Regions from separate parts of the Sus scrofa genome. Here region 2 is linked to region 1. A link is a contact called in public HiChIP or PLAC-seq data. All regions are on one chromosome and are shown on one strand. The core of a region is the stretch at or near the end of the contact, and the rest is flanking DNA. Distances in the headings are between cores, read along the strand shown. Region 1 overlaps NEK7 (serine/threonine-protein kinase Nek7). Region 2 overlaps PTPRC (receptor-type tyrosine-protein phosphatase C).

The links. HiChIP or PLAC-seq counts read pairs in DNA pulled down with a chosen protein or histone mark.
Region 2: a contact with region 1 is called in an H3K27ac HiChIP or PLAC-seq map of alveolar macrophages. The contact joins two enhancer-like sites.

What each region holds. Positions count from the first base shown.
Region 1 is chr10:20,976,922-20,981,401 of Sscrofa11.1, reverse strand. The region is part of intron 1 of NEK7 (serine/threonine-protein kinase Nek7); the gene reads right to left. Among named protein-coding and RNA genes, the nearest start is that of NEK7, 13 kb to the right of the region's middle. Within about 2 kb of position 2,336, at least 2 of the 83 cell types and tissues checked have an H3K27ac peak or open chromatin away from gene starts, as enhancers often do. A contact at or near this core is called in alveolar macrophages, where this site is marked.
Region 2 is chr10:21,524,338-21,528,817 of Sscrofa11.1, reverse strand. The region is part of intron 2 of PTPRC (receptor-type tyrosine-protein phosphatase C); the gene reads right to left. Among named protein-coding and RNA genes, the nearest start is that of PTPRC, 44 kb to the right of the region's middle. Within about 2 kb of position 2,542, at least 15 of the 83 cell types and tissues checked have an H3K27ac peak or open chromatin away from gene starts, as enhancers often do. A contact at or near this core is called in alveolar macrophages, where this site is marked.

The DNA.
Region 1 (4,480 bases), core at 1,087-3,586:
ACTGTACCTTCCACAAATGCCTTGCACTTGTGACAAGACAGAGGCAGCCCCCGCCTCGGCCACACAAAGAAGCCATCATTTGTTCTTAACCTGCTTGGTTTGGATGGGTGTAGATTTAATGAGAACAGAGGAAGCTATTCTGCTTAACAGTAGATGGTGAACCCTCAACTGATCTGGTTAATATCTCTTCTTTGTTCTTTAGCATTAGGCACTACGATAACTTTATCTGAAACTAAGGCACGGAGTTCCCCGGTGGCTTGGTGGGTTAAGACTCAGGCATTGGCCCTGCTGTGGCTCGGGTTCAGGTTTGATCCCTGGCCTGGGAACTTCTACATGCTGCAGGTGTGGGGAAAAACAAAACAAAACCAAACTAAGGCAAAACTTGTATTTCCTGAATCTTGGAGTATTTCGCCTCTCCCTTCTCTAACCAACAGTAGGTATTTTTACCATTTTAATATTCATTTGACCTCTAGGCGCTGTGCACGGAAGGACCTACAGGACAATCTTAGCACCGCAATGACATGTAAGACCAGCCATAAGTACATTTTGTGCAGAAATACAAGAAGACATTTAAAACCAAATGAGACAAACTGTGTTCCTCCTAACTCCCATGATCACACTCTTCCTGCTGATGAAAGACAAGAGAGGACGTCTAAACTGCCAAAGAATCAGAAATTGTCCCCATAAACAGAGCGATGATGCCTCTTAATGCTTAGCAAGTGCATGCTACAGACTGACACGGATAAAATGTCCTAAGATCTGCAGGTAAGTTAAGTCTCCATTTCTTTATTTCATCTCCTTTCAATAAGGAGCCACAGCTGCTCAAAGGTGGGGGGGAAGGGGGGTCAGGGAAAGGGAGGAAAGATTCTAGAACTAGAGGTAAAGGCCGCTATCACCTACTCGGACTCCCGCCAAAGCGGGGGCCATCCGAGATGCCCAGCTCTCTTACTTTCTTATTCTCTCCAACTCATTCAGCCACTTTTTGAGCCAAGCTAATGTGTTTACTGCAGCTGCTGGGGATACAGAACGGACTGAGGCAATTCTGATCCCTCAGTGATTCCTGGGGAGACATGAGAAAAGGGACTTTACGGTGTCAGGAAGCAAGTGTCCTTCTGACCGACACACGGCAGCTGGCGAAGGATGCCCAGGCAGGCTGGCGAAGGATGCCCAGGCCAGGCCTTGCAAAGAAGATGGGAGGTGAGCCTGAAAGAATGGTGGGACCAGGCAAGCTCAGGGAAAGGGGATGTCCCCACCGAAGCAGGGCAGGAAGACAGGAGCACAAACCAACACCCAAAGCACACTGTTAGGAGACTAGGGGCCTGAGTTATTTATCCTAGATGAGAACTGAAGGATTTCAAACAAGGGAAAACCTACCTAGAAACACGGAGAAGGTGTTGGGGGTGTTTCTTTAAGAAACGTATCCATAGGTATCCAGACAAAAAAATTTAACTCAATCCTAAATTTTAAAAGGGGAGAAGAGTTAGAAGATACTGGGGGGGGGGGCTTTAAAAAAAAAAAAAAAAGAAATAGTCCTTTTTCTTGGTAATTTTAAGGTATACTATCCCTGAAGTCTAGATTTGCAAATATAAACTAAATTTCTTCATACATCTCATAAACCAAATGCATCTTAATACATTACTGAATAAATATACCTGCGTTCCCCTTTATAATAACCTTGGTTTTATTGTGATGCTAGTTCCTGACCTGTCATTAATTAAGAACCTAATACACAGGTATCAAAGCACTAGAGCTTTTATTGCTATTAAAAACAGAATGTGAAAGCATAAAGTTGCAAAGTACCGCTTTACAGTCGTATCACAGGAGAGCAAAGGACCAATCCTCTGAGCATAGTATTTAAGGCCCTGGAAGACACCATCTCTGGGTACCTTCCCAGGTTAATTTCCGATGTGCTTTTTCCCTGACTTCATGAACAGACAGTGTATCTTTGGCCCATGTGGCTTAACCTTTTATAAGTACTTTAAATGTTTTTTTTAAATAATTATTGACATTGGGGTTGTTCTTTTAAACTTCTAGCAAAGAAAACAATGAAAAAAATGCTTTAAAAAAAGCATTTTGAAGTGAAACAACTTTATATCAGCATTTGATGGCCACAAAATCAAATAATCCTCCATCAATTCAAATTAGTAATTCTTCCCAAGAAGGGAACAGTTTCAAGTATTTTGCTAGTTATTTCTTCATTAACTTAGTTCAACATTTTCTCCATGAGGGGATTATTAGGACATCAAAATGTGGCAAATGTACAGTAAACACATTATATGGCGAGAGAGAGAGAGAGAGAAGGAGAGAGAGAGAGAGGTTCCTTCCTCTTTACAGAAAAGCCAGACCACTGACCTTGAACCTGGAATGGGCTAAGGCAGGGAAACATAAGGATACTCAGTGGACATCTTGCTACATCAGATTCAAATCAGTTTATTCTGACTCCTGGTCCTGCTTTAACCTCATGTCCTAATTATTGGTTCCTTGCTGCCCAAGCCTCTGACCTACACCTAAGCAGCCAGCTCATCCCTGCCTCAGTCTGCACCCTTTCCCACCACCACCGTGTTTTTCCCACTCCTGGTCGCCATCTCACCCCACTCTGAGATCTTTCGGAACTTAGAATTCAGAGTTCGAACACCAAGCCCAGACTCTCACCTGACAGTGACCCCCTACGGATCAGACCTTCACCCATTTCGGAGAGGAAATCCTCGCTCGCATCCTTCTGAAATAAAGAACTCAGAGTTCCTGACATGATTCAGTAGAAACAAGTCTGACTAGCATCCGTGAGGACGCAGAATCAATCCCTGGCCTCGTTCACTGGGTTAAGGATCCGGTGTTGCCATGAGCTGTGGTGTAGGTCGAAGATGCAGCTCGGATCTGTGTGGCTGTGGCTGTGGCAAAGGCTGGCAGCTACAGCTCCTATTCGCCCCTTGGCCTGGGAACCTCCACATGCCACAGGTGCGGCCCTAAAAAGAAAAAAAAAAAAGAACAGAACTCACATGTGGAGGCCTGCATCTAACACCCTGTGGCCCTTGCAGGGACGAGTGTCTGCCATTCACCCTAGACTGCCCTGAAATCAACTGATCAACTGTCCTGGACAGCCTCTTGCTTCAGGGATCCGCCCAGACCCTCTGCCCCAAACAGTCAATGGGATGCCATCACCTGCCAGCCCCTGAAGGGCCAGTTCTAATAAGAATGGTCCCAGGCTCTGCGGGAAACACAAATATGTACAGGACATGATTCACACCTTCCAGAAGCTTATATTCCAGGAAGGAAGCTACAACAAGTACAACTACGGGGAGAGTCGCTAAGTACTAAAGGCCTAAAGAAGCAGAAAAGAGCTCTCTTGTATTTTTTGTATGATATGTGAGTAGAGCTTTCAAGGGTAAGATGATTTTTATACACGGAGACCGAAGAGCTGAAGCACAGAAAATGGGCATTAAGAACAGTGAGAGAAGCATAAAGATAAGGCAGAGAAGCCAGAGAGAGCACACAATATATCAAAAAAAAAAAAAAAAAAAAAAAAAAAAAAAAAAAGTAAGTTGTCAGATGTGGCTAACATCTAGCGGAATATAAAGAAGTGAACCTGGAAAGGCAGGTCTGGGTCCAAGCTGACAACACAAGTCCCAGTACAGAGCCATTAAAAACAACGGGTGAGCCAGGCCGATGATACATTTGCTCCTCCCCACCTCCCGCCTTCTGCAATTAATCAAAACTGAAAGAGCTTTAAAAGCTTAAATACAGATCTTTCCTTAAATTATCTGTCCACTGGTGTTCAGCTACCTGCCGACCCCTCCAATTCCTCTTTCTTCAGGCCATGAAGTCACAGGAACCTGCAGGGAGGTGAGGAGAACAATAAAGGAACAAGGGAAGAGGAGGCCAAAGGGTGAGCAGAATCACCGGATCGTCCCCCTTACAGCTTCCGCGGTCTCCAGCGAGCACCCGGGCTGCCCCTCTGCTTGCAGGCGGGTAAGCCTTCCAAATGCGGAGACAGCCCACTTGAGACGAAGTTTGACACCAAATGCTGTGCAACCCGCTGGATCATCCTTCCAACGGTCTCGAAATGCATCTGCAAATGCCCCACCAAGGTCACAATGAAAAAATGGGCATCCAAGTCTTACCCTGGAAATATCGTCACTCAGAGGTTGACAACCCGTCTTGTGAGCAAAAAGGAACGGCAGCACGCCCTACGTGGACCACATTCGTGGAGACAAGGGTGCCCAGGTACCTTTAGTAATCATTACAGCCCCGGCTCCTTTTATGAACAGAGCCATTAATCACCCCCATCAATGCTCTCCTTAGCCAGACACTCAACTCTTAAACTGAGTTCTGTGGACTTTAATTTAGTTCCCCATAAGACCCTGTGCTTGGCATTTGAAAATATATAAAAAGAACCTGGACTCAATCCAGGACTGCAAAACCTTCATGGTTCTGCTGCACCTTCATACATTATTTTACACATTTACATATATATTTTTATATG
Region 2 (4,480 bases), core at 1,293-3,792, 550 kb before region 1:
ACACATACATGTAAACATTCTTTTTTCTCCCATTATCATGCTCCATCGTAAGAGACTAGACATGGTTTTCAGGGCTACACAGCAGGATCTCATTGCTCATCCATTCCAAAAGCAATGGTTTGCATTTATTAACCCCAAGTTCCCAAGAACAGGTCTATTTCTGTATTGAATGTCTTGTTGTTTCTTATGAAAATGTCTGTTTTCCTTTCTCGAAATCCAGGGATTTTACACCAAAATGTTTAAAATATACACCAGATAGGGAAAACATTTTCATTACATCAATCTCTTAGCAACCATACGTTTTTGTAGCACTTTGCTTCCTCTAGGATAGGGTAAGAGCTCAAAGAGTCATCAAAGGATGTTGGCACAAGCACTGAAAGTGTTTTATCAGAGTCTTTTGTTTTATGAAGAGTTTTTTACTGTTTATTAACCAGCTACCACGTGGATGGTGCTATGATAAATATATGGACACAGGACTTTATCTAATCAGAAACTCCACAAAGCAGATAGCATTTGTTCTCTTTTTACAGAGGCTCAATAAATAAATATGGCAAGGCTCAAGAGCTCGTGGCAAAAATAATTTGATTTTAAATGCAGATCTGACTCTAGAAAGCCGCATGCTTATTCAGCTAACCCCTGCCATAAGGGGAACCTATGTAATGCTAAAGCCAGCAGTTATGCTAACGAGACCAAAGATGAGTAAACTATCAGGCTCGAACCATAAAAGTGGGATTCAGAGTTAAGTCACACAGTGAACTTTTTTAAAAGTGCAAACTGTTGAACAATGACTATAAAAGACCTGGATAGAAAAAAGGAAGGGCACAGGGGAGGGAGGTGAGGGATATGAACAGGAGTGTGACACCTAAACCCAAGCTCAGAACTTATCCTTCAGATTTTTGGTTTTTGGGGTTTTTTTGTTTGATTGTTTGTTTTTTGGTTTGGTTTGTTTTTTGCTTTTTAGGGCCATACCCGCGGCATATGGAGGTTCCCAGGCTAGGGGTCCAATTGGAGCTACAGCTGCCAGCCTCCACCACAGCCACAGCCACACCAGATCCGAGCGGCATCTGCGACCGACACCACAGCTCACGGCAACACCGGATCCTTAACCCACTGAGCGAGGCCAGGGATGGAACCCACAACCTCGAGGTTCCTAGTCGGACTCGTTTCCACTGTGCCACGACAGGAACTCCTCCTTCAGTATTTTTACCCAAACCCTCAAGAAAGGAAAAAGAGAACATGCCTGAAAATGGTTGAGTCTTACTACGTCCACGCTGTAAAACTGGAACTAGTACAACACTTGTGCTGATCAAATCTGTATTTCCTAAAAGAAGCGGGGAGAGGGAGAGAAGGGGCTGGAGGGCTGGTGGGGAGAAGCTGAAATCAGGCGGAGGGGCGCGCCTGCATCCAGTTCTGCGGTCAAGGACAATGACTGAGGGCGCCATCCAGAGACTTATCTTTAAATGAACCAGGAGTGAAACCTAATTTTTTTGTTTTTGTTTTGGTGAACTAAATACTAGATAATAAGAAATAAACAGACCATCGACGCTAGGTTGGAGAGAGTCCACCTAACCAATGGGTCGTCATCTCCCAAAGAGCATCCGAGGATCCGCTGAGCCTGCCCAGAAGGGAAGGGGCGTCAAACAAAGGCTGGTAAATGCACTGCTAACTTCTCATTTCCCCTTTGCTGAAAACTCCGAACGGAAACACTTGATTGACTTTCAAAATCATTAAAGGAACCGGGCCCAATGGGAAAAGCTCTCCTTTCAGATAGAAGAGGCTTTCAACACGCTCTTCTCACCAGAGGCCTGTTTGCACAGCAAAGAGCAGCACTGGTGGCTTTTCTGCTCTTGTGGTTTCTCCTCCTCGGAGTCGGAGTCGGAGTACTTCTGTTTTTTTTTTTTTGTTTTTTTTTTTTTTTTTTTGATTCTGAGTCTTTGTAGGAAAGGAAGAGGTGTAGCTGGTGCGGTTAAGCTCACAAGCCTTTGCAAATGGTGCAGCGGGTTGCCATGGCAGCAGCATCATCGGCCCCATCTCGGGGTTAAACCACAACTTCTCTAGTTTATGGCGAAGCCGGCTGATAAGACAATGAGCTCCTGCAGCAAAACTGACTTTTAGGTTGATTTGTTTTTGTTTCAGTGAAAAGGTGTTTCAAAGATAAGGTTGCGCGGGAGGAGAAAGATGTGTTTCACTTGGAAGCATTTCCTTTTGAAAAGCGTTGGCAAATGAGTTTAATGAGAATAACAGTTACTTCCCATCTGATCTTCAGCAACATTCAGGAGTCACCCCCTCTGGGTCCAGGGTGAAATCTGATGAATTCATTCCAGAATGCAACTGGGAGAAAACAGGTTCTCAAGAGAAAAAGTAAGACAAACCTGCTTAGGTGTAAATAGAAATCACACTCCTTTAACCTCAAGATTATGAAATGACCAAACAGAGTGGAGGTGAGGATATTTCACAAAGAATGGAGCCTGTTATCATCACCTATAAATGTTACTCTCCCTCCACGACACACCACATCACACCCTCTGCAAGCCAACGTACTGAGCTAAGTAAGTCAAGTGACTTCCTCAATGTCACACTTGAAGTCTGATGAAAGGTCATGCCTGAGAACCCAGAAATGTATAGCAGCCTCTTGCTGCCTTTGCAGCATTGCCTAGCACCCTCGAGCCTTGGGTTGGTAACTGTTTTCCATGCTGAATATTTCTACCAACTCTCTAAGGTCTTAGCTAAAAGGAATGATTTCGTGGCAGAGAAAATATTGAACTAAGATGTGAACATCCATAAATGGTCACACCTGGAAAAGCTCATGAGATCATTTTCATCTGACTTTTTCAGAAAGGTTCCTGTTGGGTCAGTGTGTGCCTTTTTATATCAGAAAATGTTTCCTCTATCTTGGGTAAAAAAAAAAAAAATTTTTTTTTTGAATACCTATTCTTCTTGGACTATCTCTACGTGGTAAGTGAGTGTTATGACTCTTGCTTTATAAATGGGGAAATGAAGATACCAACAGTTTGGGTAAACTGCTCTTTTAGAGAGTAAGTAACAGTAGGAAAACTCAATTCCAAGCTTATCAGACACCAAAGCCCCTGCATTTTTTTTACTAACTATATAAGGCCACCTCCTGGGATGCAGGATTCAGAGTATCCATTTCACATTATGCTCCAACTTTGATACATAGTCTGAATATCTACTATCTGGGGTCTGAGCTTCTTTCTCGTTCCCTGGCCTTTACCCTAATCCCACTGCTTATCACATCCTATTTCACCAACCTTTGTCCTCAGTTCTAAGCTATGACATCCCCTTCCCCTCCACCCCGCTTCCTCATACACGCTAGACACTGCCACATGAGTCCACTTTTAAATTATACTGATATGCTTCGTTCTTGTGAAAATGCTTTAGTAGAAGATTCCAGCATCTTTGCTAGTATTACCGAAAGCCCTTCCCTGTCCACCTCCAAATTGCCTTATCAATAACTATCGATACACTTAAATGAAATCACTTCAAATGCATTCAGTTCAAATGCAATTTATGGTAACCCAAGAGGGTTCCAACATGCCCCCTCCCTCCCTTTTGGTTTAATTTTACCCTAGCCTGGAATATCTTTCCTTCTTTTCATGACCCTGCATTATAGCCATCCTCAAGGCTTGATCCAGTCTCCAACCTCATGACAATTTTCCTGGTCACCCCCGGGGGCCATTGCTAACATTTAGAAAAATAATTATGTGTAGTACTCATGGGAATGCATATCACAAAATGACTTATTGAATTAATCCTCTCTTTACATGGAATGTTTCTGTTAAGATCATAGATCTTTGAAACAAGCACAGGAGGGTCTGAATCTCTCCATTGCCACTCTTTAGCTGTGTGACCTTGGCAAAGTGACCTACCCTCACTGAACATCAGTTCTTCGCCAGTTACTCTATAATAGTTTCTCATAGGGCTGTATGGCTATTAGATAAGACAGTGTTTGTAAAATCCTTAATAAGCACAGTTAGCCCTTATTTAAGCCCTGAGCCCCTCCTTGCTTAGAAACTCAACAAAGATAGTTATCACTGTTTTTGTCATCATCATCATGATTTTCATCCTTGGGCATTTGACTTGTTAACTCTATGTTTCTTAAAGGCATCGGTGAAATCATCATCCCCGCATTTTGCACAATGGCTCGTTTATGGAAGGTAAATAAGAATAATTTTGGTTTTAGTCTTAATATAGGTCATACGTGTGGTTCTACAGTAACACAACTTGAAGCAATCTAATTTTGAAACTCATTGTAAGCTCTGGTATGTGTAATGTCTCATTTCATAAGATGGCATGGCAGTTCCTCTTGTCATTTTCATGCGCTTTCGAATTTTCATATATATCTATATTTATGCCATGCAATGAAGAACAAAATGCAAAACTCTACCCAGAACGAGTGAGGCTTTGCATTGTATTCACACTTTGAGTCCTAGCTCAGCCAGTTAGGACCTCGTGCAGGTTA